Regions from separate parts of the Gossypium hirsutum genome. Here region 2 is linked to region 1. A link is a contact called in public Hi-C data. All regions are on one chromosome and are shown on one strand. The core of a region is the stretch at or near the end of the contact, and the rest is flanking DNA. Distances in the headings are between cores, read along the strand shown.

What was found. A called contact is a pair of places that touch in the nucleus more often than the background predicts.
Region 2: a Hi-C map of leaf shows a contact between it and region 1, with 3 times the contacts expected there. The contact joins the promoter of LOC107910681 here to the promoter of LOC107948813 in region 1. A contact is called at or near these places in 3 of 34 Hi-C or Micro-C datasets (anther and leaf).

What each region holds. Positions count from the first base shown.
Region 1 is chrD02:38,264,764-38,270,284 of Gossypium_hirsutum_v2.1, reverse strand. It overlaps LOC107948813 (probable LRR receptor-like serine/threonine-protein kinase At1g14390), which reads right to left and starts at 3,097. Exons shown (of 7, transcript XM_016883468.2): 1 at 1,588-3,097; 2 at 1,371-1,504; 3 at 1,037-1,280; 4 at 753-946; 5 at 621-658; 6 at 443-551; 7 at 28-355. The coding sequence starts at 2,812. The coding sequence ends at 122.
Region 2 is chrD02:38,402,155-38,407,675 of Gossypium_hirsutum_v2.1, reverse strand. It overlaps LOC107910681 (serine carboxypeptidase-like 42), which reads left to right and starts at 3,317. Exons shown (of 10, transcript XM_016838635.2): 1 at 3,317-3,746; 2 at 3,938-4,011; 3 at 4,115-4,232. The coding sequence starts at 3,997. It overlaps LOC107910680 (alpha-amylase 3, chloroplastic), which reads left to right. Exons shown (of 13, transcript XM_016838630.2): 9 at 1-91; 10 at 1,329-1,578; 11 at 1,663-1,785; 12 at 1,901-2,068; 13 at 2,131-2,646. The coding sequence ends at 2,292.

The sequences.
Region 1 (5,521 bases), core at 1,848-4,347:
GCCAAAGAATCTGCTGTACTCTAAATACAAGTTGAAATAGTGATAACATTTTATTTTGGCAACATCTGTAAAGTTACAGAAGATAATAAATTATAGTTGCTGAGAACGCAATGAAATTACATTACATATGTGTGGCGAGGTTTCCACTACTGGCCCATCCTTCCTGAACTTGAATCGAATATTGCAAATTCCAAAGGACGTCTTCTATCGAGGGGCGTTTGGTTGAATCTTTTGACAGGCAATTTATAGCGAATTCAACTGTGGTCTTCATTGATTCATCTGCAAAAGTGCCTCGTATTGAGGGATCAATCACACCTCTTAACTTCGATGGCCCTTCAGCTAAGCTCTTTTCCAGCTGCAACCACAACATTGCAAATTTAATTCAACCTATACTGTTTGGTTTAAATTTGGGTGGAGAAGTAGAACCTATAAACTTGCATACCTCAAGTTTAAGCCCATCCAATTCATTTGAGAATGTGACCAGTTTACCGGTAATAGCCTGTAGCAGCAGAACTCCCAGTTGATAAATGTCTTCCTTCTCATTTTCATCACTGCAGGAATGGTTTGAGTTAGAGCATTGTGTCGATGGAAATTGAAGATGGGTGAAACACATTACCTACCTGCTAAGGCGATTTGAGAGGGGGCTTTCCGAACCCGTCTGTAATTTCATCAATGAAAACCAAGGAACAGATTAAATTCTGGAAAAGCAAAAAGTGTAAATGAAATGTAAATCTGCTTTGTGTTTCCTATACCTTAAGTGGCAATGGGATGTTGTAATTACTAATTTTGGGTGTAAGAGTCTCATCCAACAAAATATTATCAATCTTTAAATCGTTTCCGTAAATCCCAGGCGAAATTCCTGTATGCAGGAATTGAACTCCTCTTGCAGCTCCAATGGTGATTGCCATTCTCTGTGGCCATTTCAGTATCTCCTTCTTTTTCCAATCTGCCAATTCCCAAAATCAAATCAACGAGTAAATAACATTAATATGCTTTTGCCCTGTTCCCTTAAATTATTTAAGGGGTTTAGGTTTACCAGTAAGATGGTCCCGCAATGATCCGTTGGAAATGTGCTCAAAAACAACGAACACAGTACTGGCAACATTAGGATGATCCTGGTAAGTTACAATACAGTGTCCCAGAACGCTAACCAAATGACGATGCCTTAGCTTGGACAAAACTTCCATGTGTTGCATCAGATTTTGAGGTGCATGCTTCTGCTGTAGTTTCAAACATTTTACCACCACCACTGACCCATCTACAAGCCAACCTTTATAGAGCTGTTGCATACATCAATCAAAAGTAACCACTATTCATCTTGAATGTATGTCTCTAGGGATTAATGACAATTTAACACAAAATGTATTTACCTGCCCTTGAGATCCTTCCCCCATAAAATTTGATGGGTTAAAGTTGTTGGTTGCATCTTCAATTTCTTCCAAGCTGAAAACGCGATATCGTGGAAGCCCAATTGCAGCTGATCTCATTGTCTGTGGAACACGCCCTGTGGTGTAGGAAAGAAACCAAATTTTGGTAGGTCGAGATTGAATTAATGATGACAGTATTTACAAAATCAGATGGTCTTACTTGAATCAATGGGTGGTTTGGGAGAGCTACGAACAGACATTTTGTCTACAATGGACCTTTCATCATAATTTGCGTCTTCAGTTGTTCGTGATCTTCGAATAATCACAAACATCAACAAAGCAATAGCTCCTGCAATGGCAACAACGCCTCCAATGATACCGAGTATTAGGCCCAAGTTGATCCCAGGCTCCTCCTGCTCCTTGCTTTCCACAGGCTTAACAGCCAATGCTTCTTTGTTGCAAAATGAATAAGGATGTTGGCGATTTGAATTCCCAGTAGACAGACAATTCCATGAACTAATGACTGTTTTGTTTCTGGAGTTTGATCCGATGCATGAAGGGAGTTTTCCTATCAAAAGGTTGTTTGAGATATCTACAAAGGAGAGGTTGTTACTACAGTCTGTAGTGGAAGCAAGGGCTCCGCTTAATTGGTTTTGGGCCAAATTAAGATACTGAATTGAAGCCAAGGAGAGTAGAAACGATGGGAGTGGTCCCACAAGTTTATTAGAAGAGATGTCCAGCCTCTGGAGCTGATTGAATTTCTTCAGTCCTGAAGGGATCTGGGATCTAAATGAGTTGTTGCTCAACGTGATGCTTACTAGACTTTGGCTTAATGAAGGAAACTGAGGTCCAAGGAGGTTGCCACCCAAATTCACAACTTTAAGGAGTGGTAAGCCTGTAAGATCTGGAACACTGCCATTGAACAGATTGTCAGCCAAAACCAGACTTGTTAGATTCTGGAACGATGCAATCTGCTTAGGAATCCTCCCGGAGATGAAATTAGAGGTCATGTTGAGAGCTTGGAGTGAATGAAACCTGTTGATCTTGGGAGGCAAGGGACCCCATAACCCCAGGGACACCAGGGACAATACTCTCAAACTAGAAAACTTGGTTAGGACAGTGAATAATGAATCCATGGAAAACTTGCCGGACAAACCCTGTGGTCCAGAACCTGGTACAACATTCGCTGGAGAGCTCCTGTTTCCAACGATGGTTATCTCCGTCACGCGACTGTTTGCACACACAATCTTGAGAGAAGGAGAATGAGGGAGATAACAGAAGTTGGTCCACTTTGTCCATCCTTGAAGTACCTCAGGGTATTCAAGAAGCTTTTGAACTTGGAAAAGGAGCCTGGTTTCGGTTGAAGTAAGCTGACCTATTGAAACTGGAACAACCATGAAAATTGTACAAAGCAATAAACAGAAACCCACCCTGGAAGTCTCCATTCCTGTTGAACTCAAAAAGAGAAAGAAGGGAAGATAAACCTTAAAAAGTAGGAGTAGAAGAAGAAGAAAACATTTCTGGGAAAGGGAGCAATCACATTAACTTGATGCATTCAGTAGCATAATGCACACATCCTTTTAGCGCATAGAGGCCCAGCAGCACCCAATAAATGAAGTTTTCGTCAAAAAAAGACAAATATCTGATCTGGGTTTAGCTCACTACTTATTAAAGGTTATAGGATAAAGCTGCTACTTTTACTTTACTACACTTAAATTTGTTCGAAAACGCATTTATTCACAAAGTAGATGAGAAAGTGAATTTAAAGAACCAAAGAAAGAAAATGATTTAAGGTGGGTTTGGATGGGCGCTTGGGTGCGGTGTGATACGTTTAGCTTATTTTTTATTTCATGCTACAGTATCGCTATAGTATTTAATCTCACCGCTACCACTGTTTTTATATTAACCACAGGTAAACGCACCGTCTATCTAAATTCAATCTCAGTCAATTTGAAAATCAGAATCAAATATCTAATGTGGGAACTGGGAACTTCACTAGAATAAATAAATATTGGCAATTAAGTAGACCATGCAATGATACTGCCTGGAAATCCTGGTACTACGATACAATATCTATCATATTAAATTGGAGTTAAAAGTCAACTTTAGGCTCTCAGTTCAAACACTTCCGTTTGCGGCATGTTACGCTAGACCTTTGAGGACCAGAAAGTGATGTACAGTGCGTAAATATTAAAATATTTATTTATCCCTTAGTTAACATTTATTAAATATTTTTCAATTTTTTTGTTATTTTCAAATTTTATTTTAAATATTTTTAATTTAAAATAATAAAAATTTAATTAATAGTAGCTAAAAAAGTCAATAAAAGAGCACAAAAAGCAATGTTGAATCACGTGTGTAAGTTACCAAAATAGTGTCTTTACATCAGTATTCCATAACTAAAAGCAGTGCTATATAAGGACGCGGCCGGGGCAAATGTGAGGGGAAAATGACGAGAATGCCCCCCGGGTTGGCCGTTTTCCTGCGTCACAAATGCCGTTGTGTCGGTGAGATGATTAAAATAAAGGTGAAAAGTTGTCAATTTTTCAAACACGGATTTTAATGATGTATTAGTTTTACCAAATCCCGTAACTTATTATATTATTCTTTTTTGAGGGAATGACCGTAACTTATTATATTATTCTTTTTTGAGGGAATGGTATCCAATTATCAATCCTGTTTTTTTGTTCTTAGCTTAGCTGCCTTTCTTCTGCTTTTTCTTTTGTTCAATGCTTAGCTGCCTTCCTTGATTATTATGATTTTTTATAAAATATTGAGAACTGTGTGTAAATACATGTTTGATATTATATGCTCATATTCAAGATTTATGAAGCAATGGGGGCTAGTTGAAGTATGGTAATGTAGTAATTATGTATTAGGGGAAGGGCGGTTTTATATAGCAAGGAATAAAGATGCACATGGAATGCCTTGGAGAAGATGCTTCTTTTTTTTTTTTTAATCTAGATTAAGAAGAGGGAAGGTAAGTCCTACTTTATTGATGGGATCCTATCATTTATATAGAAGGCATTTTTTTTTCCTTAAATTGTATTCATGTTATTTACTTTCTTAATAGCAGTATGCCAGAACAGAGAAAGACTTAGTCTCCAATATCCGACTTTTTTTCTTCTTTTTTTTTGGTAATAAAGATCCGATTGTATGCCAGTATATTTTTTTCTCTACGTGCCATCATAATTACTTCGGTTTATCCAATATGTACTACGCGTGTTAATATAATTGTTTTGGCTTGTTTGATGATACACAGTATGTGCCGGTATATTTATTTCGATTTATCCGATGATGTACACTATAATTGCTTCGGCTTGTCTAACGATGCACAATGTGTGCCAATATATTTCTTTCGATTTATCTGATGATGTACTAGAATGCCAGATTGAGATGTAGGTTGGTTAATTTGTATATCCGTCTTGAAATCCAAGTAAGGTTAGTAAGATTATATAAACATGATTTGACTAGGCTATATGGTAGATTGAAATGAAATATGAATTGATTTGGTATAATTGCTCACATATGAATTTTGATATTCAATAGCATGTGAAAGTCCATGCAAATTGGCTAGAAATGAGCCCCCTGGGGGTGATTGAGCATTTACGAGTCAATAACTCAAAAATGATTGAATTGATGAGATGAAATTAAATATGTAAATCAATGAATGTGTATATATATAGGAACATATGCTTATAAATAGTGATATGAAATAAGCAAATGAATTGATCACTAAGTGTATGTTACAATTTGGTATACGAATTAGTTGAATAATAGACTTGAATTGATTATTTGTATTTGATAACATTTATGTTATACTGATTTGATTTATAGAAATACCATTGAGTTTTATCACGCAGCGTGCGATTTGTTTTTTCGTGCACAGGTTAGGTCTCAAATGAGAACTCGAGCATCAACTTCAGCATCTAATCAAAATGCCAAACTTGATAATATTTGTATAAGTCTCTTTTGTTGTTTATAAGCCATGTACCTAGGTTGAGTCAAATTTGGAATATAAAGTTATGCGTCTATGCACTTATGGTTAATGGTTAATACTAGAATTTGGTTAAATGTCTATAGCTTGTAATGGAGTTAAAGGTAGTTTGAAATGGTATGAAATGTTGCAAGTATAATATGTTGGGGATCGACCC
Region 2 (5,521 bases), core at 2,068-4,567, 140 kb before region 1:
GCAGTGGAGATAATTTCCATGCTGCTCCAAACATTGATCATTCACAAGATTTCGTAAGGAAGGATCTCATAGAGTGGCTATGCTGGCTAAGGTTGAAACGTGGATCTCTTTTCCTTCCACTATCTATCATGCCTGAAAGGATTATAAAAGCATGTATTTTCTCACTGTTTGATCCTGCTTCTACCTTTTTTTTTTTGTCTTCTTGTCAAAAGTTCTTTGATGGACATGTATGGATACATACCCACTGAATATTCTCAAAATTTTGAAACTATTGCCAAAGTTAACCTTCTATTGCGTCAAGATCTTACTTTAGCACCATTACATTCATAACAAAATATAGAATATACATTATAGGCAATATGAATAACTTGTTAGTAGAAACTAGAAAGGTTTAACAGGAACAAATGATTATTTGTATATTAATTGGGTACTTGTGCACTTTTTTTCATTTTTGAGGTGATTTTTTATATGATTTTAGCCTGGAAATGGGATATGATTAAATAACTGAACTAGAACACAGTTACATAGTAGCTGATATAATTAGTATAGTATAGTGTATTTGTCCTTTGTTTCTTATTAAAATACATGGCCCATCAGGAAAAGGGTGTACTAATGGAAAGTTTTCATTTAGTAAATGAGCTGCAACATAGTGGTTTTTGGTCACAAATTTAAGCCTAAAGTTTGCAATTTTGAATAATCTACCCTTGTGCTGGTTTTATAGCGTGGTTTTCCTAAAAGGTTTTGTAAAAATTTATCAATGCCTTAGTCAGATGATGGATTAACTTGGCCTAGCTATTCAATAGTCTTCTTGGACCAAAAGGTTACCTCAACAGGATATTTTGATTGTTTTGGTTGTTTAAGCATAGGTTCCGTTTTTGGTTGTAGTCTATCCATTGGTGTAAAATCTAATGGAAGAACTGGATATTTAAGACCTCTTTAGGAACCATCTTCATCCTTCCCTGCGGAAAGTTATAATTCCAATCACTACATCTTAGGCTTTTCTTTTGGGTTAGCTTTGAGATGTCCTATATTCTACGTTACAACTATCTTGTTTGTTTTCTTAATTTTTTCTTCTGAGAATTGGGTTCTGGTAACTCAGATTCCAAGGAAGCTGACCTGAATATAGCATTAATACTGAGGAATTAATGAACAAGTTGTCATGTGTTTAATTCAAGTGTTACTTGTTTCCTCATCATGTTCTGATCAGCTTTGTCTGTATGCTTCTACATCACGCAAGAGATTTACTTGCAGATTATTTTTACAAAGTATTTTCTTCTACTGTTATAGCTTATTGATATAATGCCTTTCTGGCTATTTGGGAGATGCAGAGAAGAAATTGGGTATGATGGGTGGAGGCTGGATTTTGTCAGAGGATTTTGGGGTGGTTATGTCAAGGACTACTTGGATGCAAGTGAACCATACTTCGCGGTGGGTGAGTATTGGGATTCTCTCAGTTACACATATGGTGAAATGGACCACAATCAAGATGCCCACCGACAGAGAATTGTCGACTGGATCAATGCTACTAACGGAACTGCCGGTGCATTTGATGTCACAAGTAAGGGAATTCTTCATTCGGTAAGCATTCCTGCCAAGTATTTCTGCAGAAATGAAGACATTATTTATATTCATTTCGTTACGGTATAATTATTTATAACTCAGGCACTGGAAAGATGTGAATATTGGCGATTATCGGATCAGAAAGGGAAGCCTCCTGGGGTTGTTGGATGGTGGCCCTCTCGTGCTGTTACCTTTATAGAGAATCATGACACTGGTTCTACCCAGGTTTGAGCATGCATCACTGTCTTTTCACTTGTTTCCCCTTTAACTACTTTGAATGCTAATGCTTACATTCTTCTATTCAAACTATCCTGTTTGATATGATATGCCACTCCTGAAGGGTCATTGGAGGTTTCCAGGTGGAAAGGAAATGCAAGGATATGCATATATCTTGACACACCCAGGAACACCGGCTGTGTTTTATGATCACATTGTCTCCCACCATCGCTCAGAGATTGGCGCTCTTATCTCTCTCAGAAACAGAAACAAAATCCATTGCCGGAGTATAGTAAGTATCCAAAACTCTAGCACTAAAAGGAAGGACAAGTATTGACTTGGTTTATGGTATAGGTTGAAATTGTGAAGGCAGAGAGGGATGTATATGCGGCCACCATAGACGACAGAGTTGCAATGAAGATTGGACCAGGTTATTATGAGCCTCCAAGTGGACCCCAAAGATGGTCCTTAGCTCTTGAGGGATACGATTACAAGGTCTGGGAAGCATCTTCTTAATGCAAACTTGGGCTGGGAACTATTTTTACTTTGCGTAGTGTATATAGTCAATCCTCTAGGAATGTCCAGCATGTACCTCTCATTCCATCATTTGTACCATTTTTTACCCGATATACATATAGGGTGTTTGACCAAAGTCAGGGCTTACAGCAGGTGATTGTTTATTGGAGCCACTTAGCTACAGTCCAAGGAGTTTTAACTTAGTACTTGTTCATTATATCTTATTTTACAATTCCTTACGATAATAACATTGGAAGAACAATTTCTTGCCTTCTGCCAAATCTGTAATATTTTTGCAAATTGGCTTTGTTGTTATTATTTTCTTATAAAATAAAATGAAATACTATTTATTCCTTTCCAAGTTCCAGCTGCCCTGGTTTTCTTTTTCCACTTTCAAGGTTTCATTGTTATCATAAAGTTTTTTGTCAAGGCAAATGTCATTGATATATGTGTATTATCTATTTATTTATTTTATGAATTTTAAAATTATTAAAAGCTAAAGGCGTAAATATTTTTTATATATTTGAAATTAATTAATCTATTCTATTTAAATATAGGATAAACTATTCGATGATCACCCTAAAAGAGGGTTGTTCCTGTTTTGATCATTTAAATTTTTTTATCAATTTAGTGTCGTCGTTAGAAAATTTGTTTGAAATGATCACCCCAATATACACAAATTATTAAAAAATTAATATTTTAGTCAGCAGTTTCATTTAAAAGAGAAGCATTTCGACTATTTTTGAAAAGTTAATAATTAAATTTAACTAAAAAAAGGATAGCAGTCAAATTCACAAAAATATGTAAACATGAATAACTAAATTTATCATTATGCCAAACTAGAAAAATGAAAAAATTCAAAAAATAAATATAAATAAATAAAATTTCATAAAACAATCAAAATTTCAAATAATCTAGAAAATAATTATTTGTTTGAGTTTTGTTAGAAACTTTGGAAGTTTAATTAACTAAGAATTCTTCTTTTCTTTCTTTATTTTTTTAAGAAAAGGCTAGATTTCATTTATTAAAACGGTTTAAAAAAATCACAATAATAACAACTAATAGAAGATAAAAAACATAACAATTTCCTAAGAAATAGAAGCATATCTTCGATAAAACCAAAGAGTACCCAACCGTTTTAATGAGCTCAACCACTCCCTAAGGGCATATAAAACAAAAGGATAACCAGGAGCCCATTAGGAAAACAAACCGTCTCTTTCAGGAAATGCAAAATCTAGAGACCTTCTCTATCTCTTGAGCAATCGCAACCATCAGCAGCTAAAAAATTACATCTATAATATAGGCACTAATGACAGATCCATCTTCGTTTTGTGCATGTAGTTTCTTTACAATAGCAAGAGAATCTCTTTCAATCACCACATCCCTAAAACCCAGATCAAGGCACATTTGAATTACCTGGAGGCATGCAAGCGCTTCTGTCGCCAAAGGAGTAGGTACGTGATTGTTGATAATCATTCTCAAACCCAAAACTGTCCTTTCTGAGTTTCTGCCCACTATCCCCATGCATGATTTCTTTGTATAGCTTTGCAAAGCAGCATCAAAGCTTATCTTGAGCGAGGGTGGTTTTGGTGGTTTCCATCGTTTCAACTCTTTTGATAGATAATCTCTCATTTATGATTTCTAGATCTCAAATGTATGAATCGATGAAATTAACTATTTCAAAAGTTGACAGTTGGATCCTCAATGGAAAAAATGTTGGTAATGGAATCCTCCCTCCACTGTCTCAATCTTGGCTCAGTCAGTTCAGAAACCTTGTCTATAATTTGATTTCTTACATAGCTATAGATCTTCTAATCGACAGAGCCAGGAACCCAAGCATTCTTCCAGATGGATATATTGGTACTCGATCCCACCCGCCAACACATGTCTGTTTAAAGAAGTCCTTTCGCAGCCCATATACTCTTCGAGGTATAACAAGGGTAATTTCCTAGACTCGATCTCAAAAAAGGGGAATCTGAATAATATTTAGCCTTTAACGTGCGCACCAATAAAGAATCTAGAGAACTAAACAATCGCCAACCCTGTTTTGCAAGAAGGGCTAAATTGAATTTTGATAAACTCTTAAGCCCCAAACCATCATCTTCCTTAATGTCACATAGCTTTCTCCATTCGCACCAATGAATCCCCTTCTTGCCCTTGTGTTTCTGCCACCAAAACCTGCTAATGATGCGCTCCATTTCAACATAAAGAGAGTTAGGCAATAAAAAGCATGATATCGAATAAGTAGGATGGCTTGCACAATGCTTTTAATGAAAACCTTTTTACCACCTTGAGAGAGGGGTTTAACACAACAATTATTAATGCGACTAATCACCTTGTCTTTCAATATCTAGAAAGCCTTTCTTTTCATTCAACCTACCGTATTCAGAAGTCCAAGGTATTTTTCCGGACCTGAAGAATAACAGACATTCAAGATTTGAGAATTTGATATCCTTGATTGATCTGAAATATTAGAACTAAAGAGCAGAAGAGATTTCTCAAAATTGATGCATTGACTTGAGAAAACTTCATATTCTTTTGAATAAACCCGTCATATTATTAGCACCTCTGTCAGTAGCCTCTCCAAACAAAATGCAGTTGTCTGTAAACAAAAGATGAGTAATTGTTGGTCCCCGCCTGCATACTTTTTCTCCAATTATTATTCCTTCCCCCTTTTCCATTCTTATAAGAGACGATAAACCTTCACTACAAATAAAGAAAAAGGTAGGGGTTGAGTGGATCTCCTTGCCTAAGATCTCTTGTCGATTTAAAGATTTCGCCCGCTTCCCCATTAATAATAATTGAGTAAGAAATTGTGGGAATACAGTGCATAATGAAATCGACCTAGAAAAAGAAAATCCCGTCTTGATCATCATATCATAAGTTTTACTAATATCGAGTTTGAACGGAACAGAGTATATTTTCCCTATTCTTCTTTGCTTGAAAGTGGGAAGTATTTTGTAGGCAAGTAGAACATTGTCGGTGATTAATCTCTTTGGAACAAAAGCACTTTGTCCTTCATCTATGCAAACATTCAACACCTTTTGAAAATGATTGGCAATTGTTTTTTTATATAATGTTATAAAGAACTGTACATAGACTATGTTTTAGGGATAAGGACTATGTGAGTAGAATTAATAGCCTATAAAGAAGTTGTAACAACTTGATTTATAATTGTGTCGGAACAGTAGTTCAAAGACCACAATTTCGATGATAAAGTTAGAAAATG